Linked DNA regions of Hordeum vulgare: region 1 is linked to region 2. The links are chromatin contacts, called in public Hi-C maps. All regions are on one chromosome and are shown on one strand. The core of a region is the stretch at or near the end of the contact, and the rest is flanking DNA. Distances in the headings are between cores, read along the strand shown. Region 1 holds the start of LOC123400085. Region 2 holds the start of LOC123398610.

Region 1 (4,750 bases), core at 82-2,581, 320 kb after region 2:
AAGGTGACCGCATGCCGGTCACCTTTTCTCCTCCAATCTCAGCTCCGTTGCGATGTCGTTTGGGAGTCGACGAACGCTGCTTCTTCAATTTGTGACGTCAACGACTTTCATAGAAGGATGGTTAAATAGATCCAGGTTTGAGAACGACGATTGAGGGGCTTGCATTTCTTTTCCAACTATGTCGGTTGATGGCGAAAGGTACTGGGGTTCGAGGGGCATGGATAAGATCTTCGCCGATGAGCCACAATGATGAAGACATGGCTACCTTGATATGATCACAAATATTGCATATGCGTATTTATTTGAAGATGAATTCAATTGGGTTGAAAAGTACATGAAATCTACTTTCGAACAAAAAAAGAATCACCCAATCCGGAGTTCGGATGCAAAAGTTCTTGCTTTTGAGACATGTATGTCTATGCAGTCTGAATCTGAATATAAAACGTGATACTGTTGGATTCTACCTTCTCTTAGGCTAAAAATGACACGAGAGAACTTCTTGAACAACACCTAAATGTTTCTTTTTCCCTTATCTTCAAACGTGGATTGTACAAGTGTCCGATAGCTTAGGTATGAAACAAAAAGGGGTGAAGTACTTTTATTTTGTATAACATATAAATAAATTATTGCATAACTTTTATCAGAAATTACCTCAAATATATACGCATATGTAATATTTGCGATCATATCCAAGGCAACCATGTATACATCGCACGAGGTATTCAATCTCGCCGTTCGTGACAGGTTGCTTAATCGGTTCATAAAGCATTTGGTGCGGTGGTGCTTCCTCGTCCTTGGGTGCTACAATTTAAAACCTCGGTTTTCTCTATAGTGCTCCGACGACGGTTTCTAGAGAAGAACGATGTAACCGTGGTTTGCATGACCTTGAGGGATTATTTCATTTTTTTTTCAAGAGGCCTCTTTACAAAGATTTTGGAATCCTTCCGGTTTGTTGTGTCTTTTTGTGACTTTCTTTTCCATTATTAACTTTTTTTTTTCATTGAAAAAACCATGCTGTTTCATTCACACAGAAAAATGATTAGAGTGTAGCACTGCTTGTTGGCTAAAAAATTACCTATTTTGTATCGATGAGCTTTTGCCAGCTGCATGCAACTCTGATCCTATGGTCCCAAAAAAACTCTGATCCTACGGAATACAGCTTTTTTCAACCGAGAAAAAAAAGCACAGCCCTAATTTTTTTCTTCTAGAGAAGCTACGAAATAAACAAACAGCACAGCGTGTGGAGTGTCAATCTTGTATCCTCCGAAAACAGAAAGTGGCTCCAGATCCGACAAGCCACTGCCGATAGGCCCTACAGTAGGTTCCAACTCCATTCAACCAAAGCGGCCGCACCTCCCATCGTTTCCCCCCAAATTGCCCATCTCGCCGCCTCGTCTCCTCCAAATCTCCGCCCGCCATTCTCCCACCACACCTCCCCCTGATCCCGCCCCGACCCCGCCTCATCCTCCCCGGAGACCCCTCGCGCGCGTCGTAACATAACATTTGGCGGGGGAACCACCGGCCTCCGCAGGCCTCCACCGGATCCCTACCCCGAGATCCCCTCTTCCGATCCAGAGCCTCCCCGTATCCGCTCGAATCTCGCCCTTCTCCGCGGCTCCATGCCAAGCTCGTGAGCGAGACCAGGATTCGATCGATCCACGCACGGCATGGCTGGGTTCGGCGGCAACTGCAGGCTGGGCGCCGTGGTCTTCTTCTCCGCCTGGATCACGCTCGTGGCCCTCAACAGGCTGGTGCGCCCGGCGCCAAACGGGTGCCATATGACCTACATGTACCCGACCTACATCCCCATCCACGCCCCCAACAACGTCTCCTCCGACAGGTACGGCCTGTTCCTGTACCACGAGGGGTGGAAGGAGATCGACTTCGAGGAGCGCGTCCGCAAGCTCGATGGCGTGCCCGTGCTTTTCATTCCCGGCAACGGCGGAAGCTACAAGCAGGTGAAGGCCCCTTTCACGATTGTTTTACATGTCCTCACTTATAGACTGCAAAATTACATGATGATATGCTACTAAACTTTGAACACGAACGGTGCCTCATGACTCATGAGTCGTAAAGAGCTAAGATTAAACTTGTACTGGATTAAAAAAGCCACGTATGGCACCGATAGATTAGAAATGGAATAGAATTGCATATTCTTTATTTTTTGCACCTTGCTATCATATATTTAATTTATTCATTCGTAACCTTACTCTGGGAACAATACGTTGACCCGCATTTCAGCGGGGAAGGACATGGATGCCATTTCGGAAAGATAGTCCAACTGAATGCGTAGTACTGACTGAGAGATGCCCAATAATAACAAGTTGTCTGACTTGTAATTTTGCTTATTTTGTCGTCGCTGTACTGATGATATTGCCATTCTTTCTTCTTCTTATCATGCTATGCATCCAGGTTCGCTCATTTGCTGCAGAATCTTCTCGAGCATATCAAAACGGCCCACTTGAGCCCTCCTTTTATCGGGAACCATCTAGTGCATCTGAACTGGAAGATTCTTCCCTTCCATCACAATATGGCCGTATTCTGGATTGGTTTACTGTTGATCTTGAAGGAGAACACTCTGCAATGGATGGTCGCATACTTGAGGAGCATACTGAATATGTTGTCTATGCCATCCATAGGGTAACCAACTCTAACTTGTAAGATATGATCTTAGGCACTTAGCATAGAGTGCAATGGCCCCTTCAGTCATAAGTTATTCTCCCTGTGTTGCACAATATAGTGTATTTTGATTGGTTAAGACAACTCTTTGACCAACAGTTACTCCATTTGTATGCAATTTCTATAACATAAGATTGATGTCATTTGATTTGTATCACATAAACAACATTTTGTGAAAGTAATTGCTGGCCAAAACCTTGTCTTAACCAATCAAATACGCCCTGGAAAAAGAAACGAGGGAGTAACTGCAAAATGTAGAACTTCTATTATCAGGACAATTCCACTGTATTGAATTTTAGAATGCCCGATATGATTGTGCTCTTGTAAACAAATCCACACAGTTTCCTATTTCCATATTTTGTTCCTGTGAAGTAGAACACGCTAGTTCTTATTATTCCCCAATATGTTTCATTGAATATGTTCATAGCATATTTGTTCTGTGCTTTGTAGATCCTTGATCAATACAAAGAATCTCATTTAGCACGATCGAAGGATGGTGTTCGTTCTACTGGTAACTTGCCATCAAATGTTATGCTAGTTGGACATTCAATGGGTGGTTTTGTGGCTCGAGCAGCTCTTGTCCACCCAGGCTTAAGGAAATCAGCTGTTGAAACTATACTGACGCTCTCCAGCCCACACCAGTACTCTCTCTCTCTCTCTCTGGAATTTTCTGTGTCCTGTGTCGCTTCTGACTCGGTGGGCAAGTGAAGTGTTACTCATGACATAAAATGATTGCTTATCCAGGTATCCTCCTGTTGCTCTGCAGCCGTCCTTGGGTCATTTTTTCTCCCATGTCAATGAAGAATGGAGAAAAGGATACAAGAAAGGAGTATCACATACAAGCCGTCCAAAACTCTCAAATGTAGTAGTTGTCTCCATATCAGGCGGCATCCATGATTATCAGGTATTGTTTTTGCTGCTGGTATATTATAGTTAATCACTTAATCCTATGCACATATTATTATGTCTGCATTATTTTCTTTGATAACAAGATTGCCTTGTTTGTAAGTATCTAAGATCTATGACTGCTTATTTGCTGTATGTGATTCACTTGGATACTGCAAATTTCTCACAAATTTTAGAAGACGACCATTTCTATAATATACAGGGTTGAGATTATGAAATCTGTACTCAGTTCTTCCATGAATAGTAATTTCCGTTGTAGATACAGTGGCACTAAGGAACATGTGTCAGTAACTCCGTATCAGGGCGTGACTCGTAAAGTTGTAATGTTTCCTTTGCTGACACTCAGTATTCTGATAATGTCAAGTCACAGCTTTGTAATTATCTGTTCACACAATATAAAATAAAGTTAGTTTTTTCTTGTACTAAATCATAATTTAAACATTTAAAACGTGATTTTGCTTATACTGGTAATTTCATTACTTATTCAATTTTAGAAGCTGCTTGTAAGACTACTCTGAAATTTCATAGGATTTCAGATAGATTATATGCTAGATGTATGCATGATTAATTTGTTATACTGTAGCATTAATTGATCACTCTGTGACATTGATTATGTCTATTTCTAAAGTAGATACCATTCAAATGTTGAGTTCCCATTTATTTTGGTTCAGATTAGGTCAAGGTTGGCCGCATTGGATGGCATTGTACCTTCTACTCATGGGTTTATGGTAGGGAGCTCCAGTGTGAAGAATGTTTGGCTATCCATGGAACATCAATCCATCCTCTGGTGCAATCAATTAGCTGTACAGGTTGAAACCATGTACTCATTTCAAATGCATTAAGTGCTCTACAATGAAATGCACTGTACTTATGGTGATTTTAACCTTATCCAGGTCGCGCACACTCTTCTTAGCATGATAGATCCTGTGGATCAGCAGCCATTCTTGAGTTCACAAAAAAGAGTCTTTGTGTTTGCAAAAATGCTCCAGAGTGTAGTTCCCCAGTCTTTGAGTTGGATGAATCATGTTTCGGGTTCTCAATCTTCAAATTTTCTTGCGAGTGATACCAAGGAAGCTGGTGGTACGATTTCATTCTTTTACTTGTTGCATCCTTTACATAATTGACTATTAATGGCCTAAAAGATGTGGGATGTGTACCCTTATTT
Region 2 (4,632 bases), core at 1,943-4,442:
CTATTGGTGGTGCACGGAGACAATCACTTGAAGATAATGAGACGTGAAGACGACGTCTTTTGGTTGTTTGTTTCTTCTTTCCTAAATCATAGGAACCACCATATCATTAAGTGGGTCGAGGTGATCAAAGTCAAAAGCTTACGTGATGCTCAACCCATATACGGTATCTCAGTGAAGACAATGAGAGTAAATCTCTTCTAGAGTTGGTTAAGTCATCATTGATTGTAGCCCAAGTAATGTTGCCGCGCGAGTCGTTGAAATCCGATCGTTGTGACATGTGTCGGTTGGCCATTGACCTAGGGTCATTTTCGTCATATCACGTGGGGTTGCGTGTTGGCTATAAATAGGCCACCCCCTCCACAATAAGTTGGTGGCTGCTCAGAGTTAGATACGACTGTTGTCGTTTTAGAGCAACCCACCCTTGAAGACAATGAGAGAGAGCTATCATGCGAGGATAAACCCAAACAAGTAGAGCGAGAGTGTTTGCCGAAGTCTATCTGTTGTGAGAGAACTGAAGACTCGTTACATTTGAAGACTGTGATCTTCCAAATAGTTATGCGTCGTGGTCTAGAGCATTCAAGAATCATTGTGGATTGTCGAGTGACCGAGTTTGTACGGTTTTCGAAAGTCTACCCTGAAGACGAGGTCTAAGTGATTGTGCGAGGTCTAAGTGACCTTAGCTCAAGGTGAAGACGAGGTCTTTTGAGTTAAATCTCAGCCTCCCTAACGAGACGTACAATTGTTACAACAACTGGAACTGGTCTAACAAATCTAGAGTCTTCGTCAAGGAAGTGGTTCTACCTTCCCATTCCTTTACATATCATTTAGTACTATGAAGCCATTGCTTGTTTTCTCTTGTGTCAAGACATTCATCTGATCTGCATTTGTCTTTATACTATTCTAGTTTATCTTTGATATACTTGTGTTTGCATTATGACTATGCCATACTTGCTTGAATGTCTTGGTCTCATTGCGTGCCTTGCTTAGATCCTTGATTGTTATTCTTAATTGATCCTAAATCGTTTCCTCTCAATTCAAATACATTTACTATTTTGTAGCTTTTCATAAAAAATGCCTATTCACCCCGCTCTAGTCAATAACTAGCACTTTCAAGCCTCAAGTTCCATGGGTCAACCACTCAACTAAGACTGCCTTCCAAACACGCGAGCACAACCGCTCGGCCAGGGGCGGCTCTAGTGTATAAGCCATGGGGACAACTGCCCCACTCAATTTCCAAGGTCTTTGTAATATGCAAGTAAATAATTATTTTCCTCCACTTAGCAAAGAAATTTCCTCCATTTAACACATCTGTGCCCCCTCTGAAATTTGATCTTGGGTTAACCCCTACGCTCGCCGTCATCTATTGCAAGCCGTCGCAGTTGCCGCCACTCTTCAAAAAATCTTTCAATTTGGCGATTTATCGTCCGATTTATCACTACTCAGGGGTGACCGATAAGATTATGCCTTATATTCATCGTTTATCGTTTGCAGCGATCTATCACTTTGAGAGGCGATTTATCACGAATCTACCGATAAATCTGGCCTACTACTAGCACTATGTTTGTAAAAACTGTCTTTATTTGTGTTTTGTGGACCTTGTTATGCATTATGTACTATTGTCCTATTTTGTTTATCATCATACGAGGACTCAAAGGCCAGGAATCAAGGTTAATCTTTTGTTCATTATATTTTTAGTCTTGAATATAGCATATTTTAGTTTGGGGAACCTCGTATTTGCAAAAAATGACCGACTAACATTCAATCGATAAAATTGATTAATCGTCTAATTTCCAATTAATCTCTGATCCCCAGCTTTCCGAGACGCTAACGATAAGCGATATCCTCAACATTGGCCGCCGCAATACATGCCCCCCTCGTTTCACTGACCTCACTCAATGTCACCTGCATGGTGATTCCCTCCTTCCTCTGCACTTCGCTGCTCCTATTCGGATAATTCGGGTAAACGCGAACTCGAACCCGAATTTTCGCATACCCAAAATGTTGGGTATTATTATTTTTGGAACAATTTTGGTTATGTAAGAGCAATTCCAACGCAACGATCCAAATCGTCCGTTTGCGTTTATTTGGGTCAGCGCGAACAAAAATGGAGGTCCAACGCGTCGACCCAAACCCAAAACACGGACGCGACCTATTTCTGACGTAAATTCGGATCGCGCTTGGGTCGTAGTCGGACACAAAGCGGAGGTTTTCTGTGTGTGCGTCGTCCGTCTATGTCCGGCCTGACCCACTTGTCATCCATCCACCCACTCAACCCTCTCTACTTATTTAATTCGCTGACCCACCCTTTCTCATTTTTCTCTTATTATTTTACTACCACACTACTGCCGTCCATTTGCTTCCCGTTGGATACATTGACTGACCCATTTTAAAAAGAAGATATGGACAGGCGAACAATCGATAAAAAAACAAAAAACAGACAAAAACGTTGTTCGTTTGGATCAGGGCGCTGGAATTGCACTAATGTCGGAACCTGAAATTTAAAACCCAAATAACCCGACCTGAAATTCTGGATAAGAGCATCTTAAATTGTTTGTATGTAGTCTTGTTGGTAAAATTGTTCATGTCACCAACCAACAAGGGATCATACAACTATTCTAATGATTGCATCCAAGTTATCCAATAGGAGAAGAGGGAATAAATGCAATTGCTCTTTATGTAACCTTGAAGCTTGTGTAAAAGCTGTTGGTTAATCTACATATAACTTTTCTCTCTCTTCATTTATTTATTACCACATCATCATATATTCTAGGTGGCAAAGTTTACCAACAACTATCTTATAGCTCTAAGGCCCTTCCCAGTGCTTTACTAAGCATGCCACATAAGCAAAAAAAATGACATGACATAGCAATTAAGGAGGAAAGAGAACACTTTGGTGACTCCACAAAGAACCAAAGCCATACACGGAACCTAGACAAACCATTTAAATGAAAGAATATGACCAATGCATGAGAGAGCTTAGGTGCTAAATCATTAAATAGAGTGAGCTTAGCAACAACAAGTGTAGTAAGTTGCTAAGCTATTTAATGCTTTTAGCACCACATTTTAACACCTTTGCATTGAAAACAGCCTAACCCAACACCCAGCCTACGGTAAAATCGTGCATCTCTCCGCACGGACAGGCGGGCGGCACGAGGATTGGATATGCCCTTCTATACAAACCAAACATGCCGGTAGTCCTCCATTCTATCCTGCTAAAAGCCAGTCCACCAGTCCGGTCCCTCTCTCGAACCCTCCTGCAACTCCAGCGATGGCGGGGAAGAACAAAGGGAAGACCAAAACCAAAAAAGCGCCACCTTCCTCCACCTCGCTTCCTCCCCCGCCGCCGGTGGAGCCACAGGCTACGGAGGCGGCGGCGACCTCCATCGATGTCCTCACCGAGTTGGACATCTCCAACATTCTCCGCCGTCTCTCCCTCGCCGACCTCCTCCGGGCCGCACTCGCATGCCACCGCTGGCGCCGCCTGGCCGCCCGCTGCCTCCCTCGCGCCCCTCCTCTCCTCGGCTACTTCCACCACCCAACCCACCCCCCTCCCCCGTTCCCCGGCCGGGACACCAAGCTCCTCGACACCCCCGCCTTGTTCGCTCCCCTCGATGCCGCCTCCCCGCGCCTCACCCTCGACTTCGCTCCGGACGCCTTCCGCTTCCTCCTCTTCGACTCGCTTCAAGGCCTCCTGCTTTTCGAGTCGTCCGACGAGATACCCAAGGACAAGGGGGCCATACCCCGCTTCCTCGTCCTCGACCCGTCCAACCGCCGCCGCACGGTCCTTCCGCCCCCGCGCCGCGAGACGGTGCGCGATGACCGCCGCTGGCGCAAATCGAGGTACTACATCGGCTCCGCGCTGCTCTCCCGCGCTCACCCGAGCAAGCTCTGCTTCGAGGCTGTCTGCTTCGCCATCGAGGAGGGCCGCCCTCGCGCCTGGGTCGCGTCCGTCACCAACGGCGACTGCAGCTGGCGCGCGCTCCCGCGGGACGAGGAGGCCAACGTCGACTTCAATCCCTGGTTGTTCGAGAACCGCGGCGTGCGCGCATGCGGGAAGATATACTGGCACATCTGCAACTCTCCGCGCATGCTCGTGCTGGACCCTGCCACACTCAGGTTCTCCTACCTGCAGGGGCCGCGCGCGCTGACTATCGACCCGTTAACTGTGTGCAAGTTCCGCGTCGGGGAGACGCCGGATGGGCGCCTTTGCTTGGTGACCGACGGCGAGGAGCAGCTGCAGCTGTGGGTGCGCGGGATGGGCAGGTGGAGCGACAACGGTTGGCTTATGGAGAAGAGTGTCGCGGAGTTGAGCACGCTGTGCGACATGATTCCTGGCATGCCCAGTGAGACGGACGACATGATTCCTGGCACTCGCAAGCCCACCGACATCGATATGGTTCCTGGCATGCCCTGCGAACGGACTGTTTGCGTCTGGCCCAGCGACATGGACACCGCTCGCACGGGGAAGGTGTTCATCAAGACCTGGGGGTTCGGGCGCTACTCGTACGATATCTGCACCGGCAAGCTGGAGCGCCTGGCCACGAAACGTGGCAAGGAATATGGGCACCCCATGTTCGCCTACTTCCTGGCATGGCCGCCCGCCTTCCTCGCTCCAGAGCACTGATTTCGGTA

What was found. A called contact is a pair of places that touch in the nucleus more often than the background predicts.
Region 1: a contact with region 2 is called in a Hi-C map of seedling, with 2.0 times the contacts expected there. The contact joins the promoter of LOC123400085 here to the promoter of LOC123398610 in region 2. A contact is called at or near these places in 2 of 6 Hi-C or Micro-C datasets (leaf and seedling).

The regions. Positions count from the first base shown.
Region 1 is chr5H:367,340,989-367,345,738 of MorexV3_pseudomolecules_assembly, forward strand. LOC123400085 reads left to right here and starts at 1,332. Exons shown (of 18, transcript XM_045094489.1): 1 at 1,332-1,958; 2 at 2,413-2,640; 3 at 3,130-3,320; 4 at 3,424-3,583; 5 at 4,257-4,394; 6 at 4,479-4,665. The coding sequence starts at 1,668.
Region 2 is chr5H:367,020,791-367,025,422 of MorexV3_pseudomolecules_assembly, forward strand. LOC123398610 reads left to right here and starts at 3,193. Exons shown (of 2, transcript XM_045093065.1): 1 at 3,193-4,629. The coding sequence starts at 3,269. The coding sequence ends at 4,624.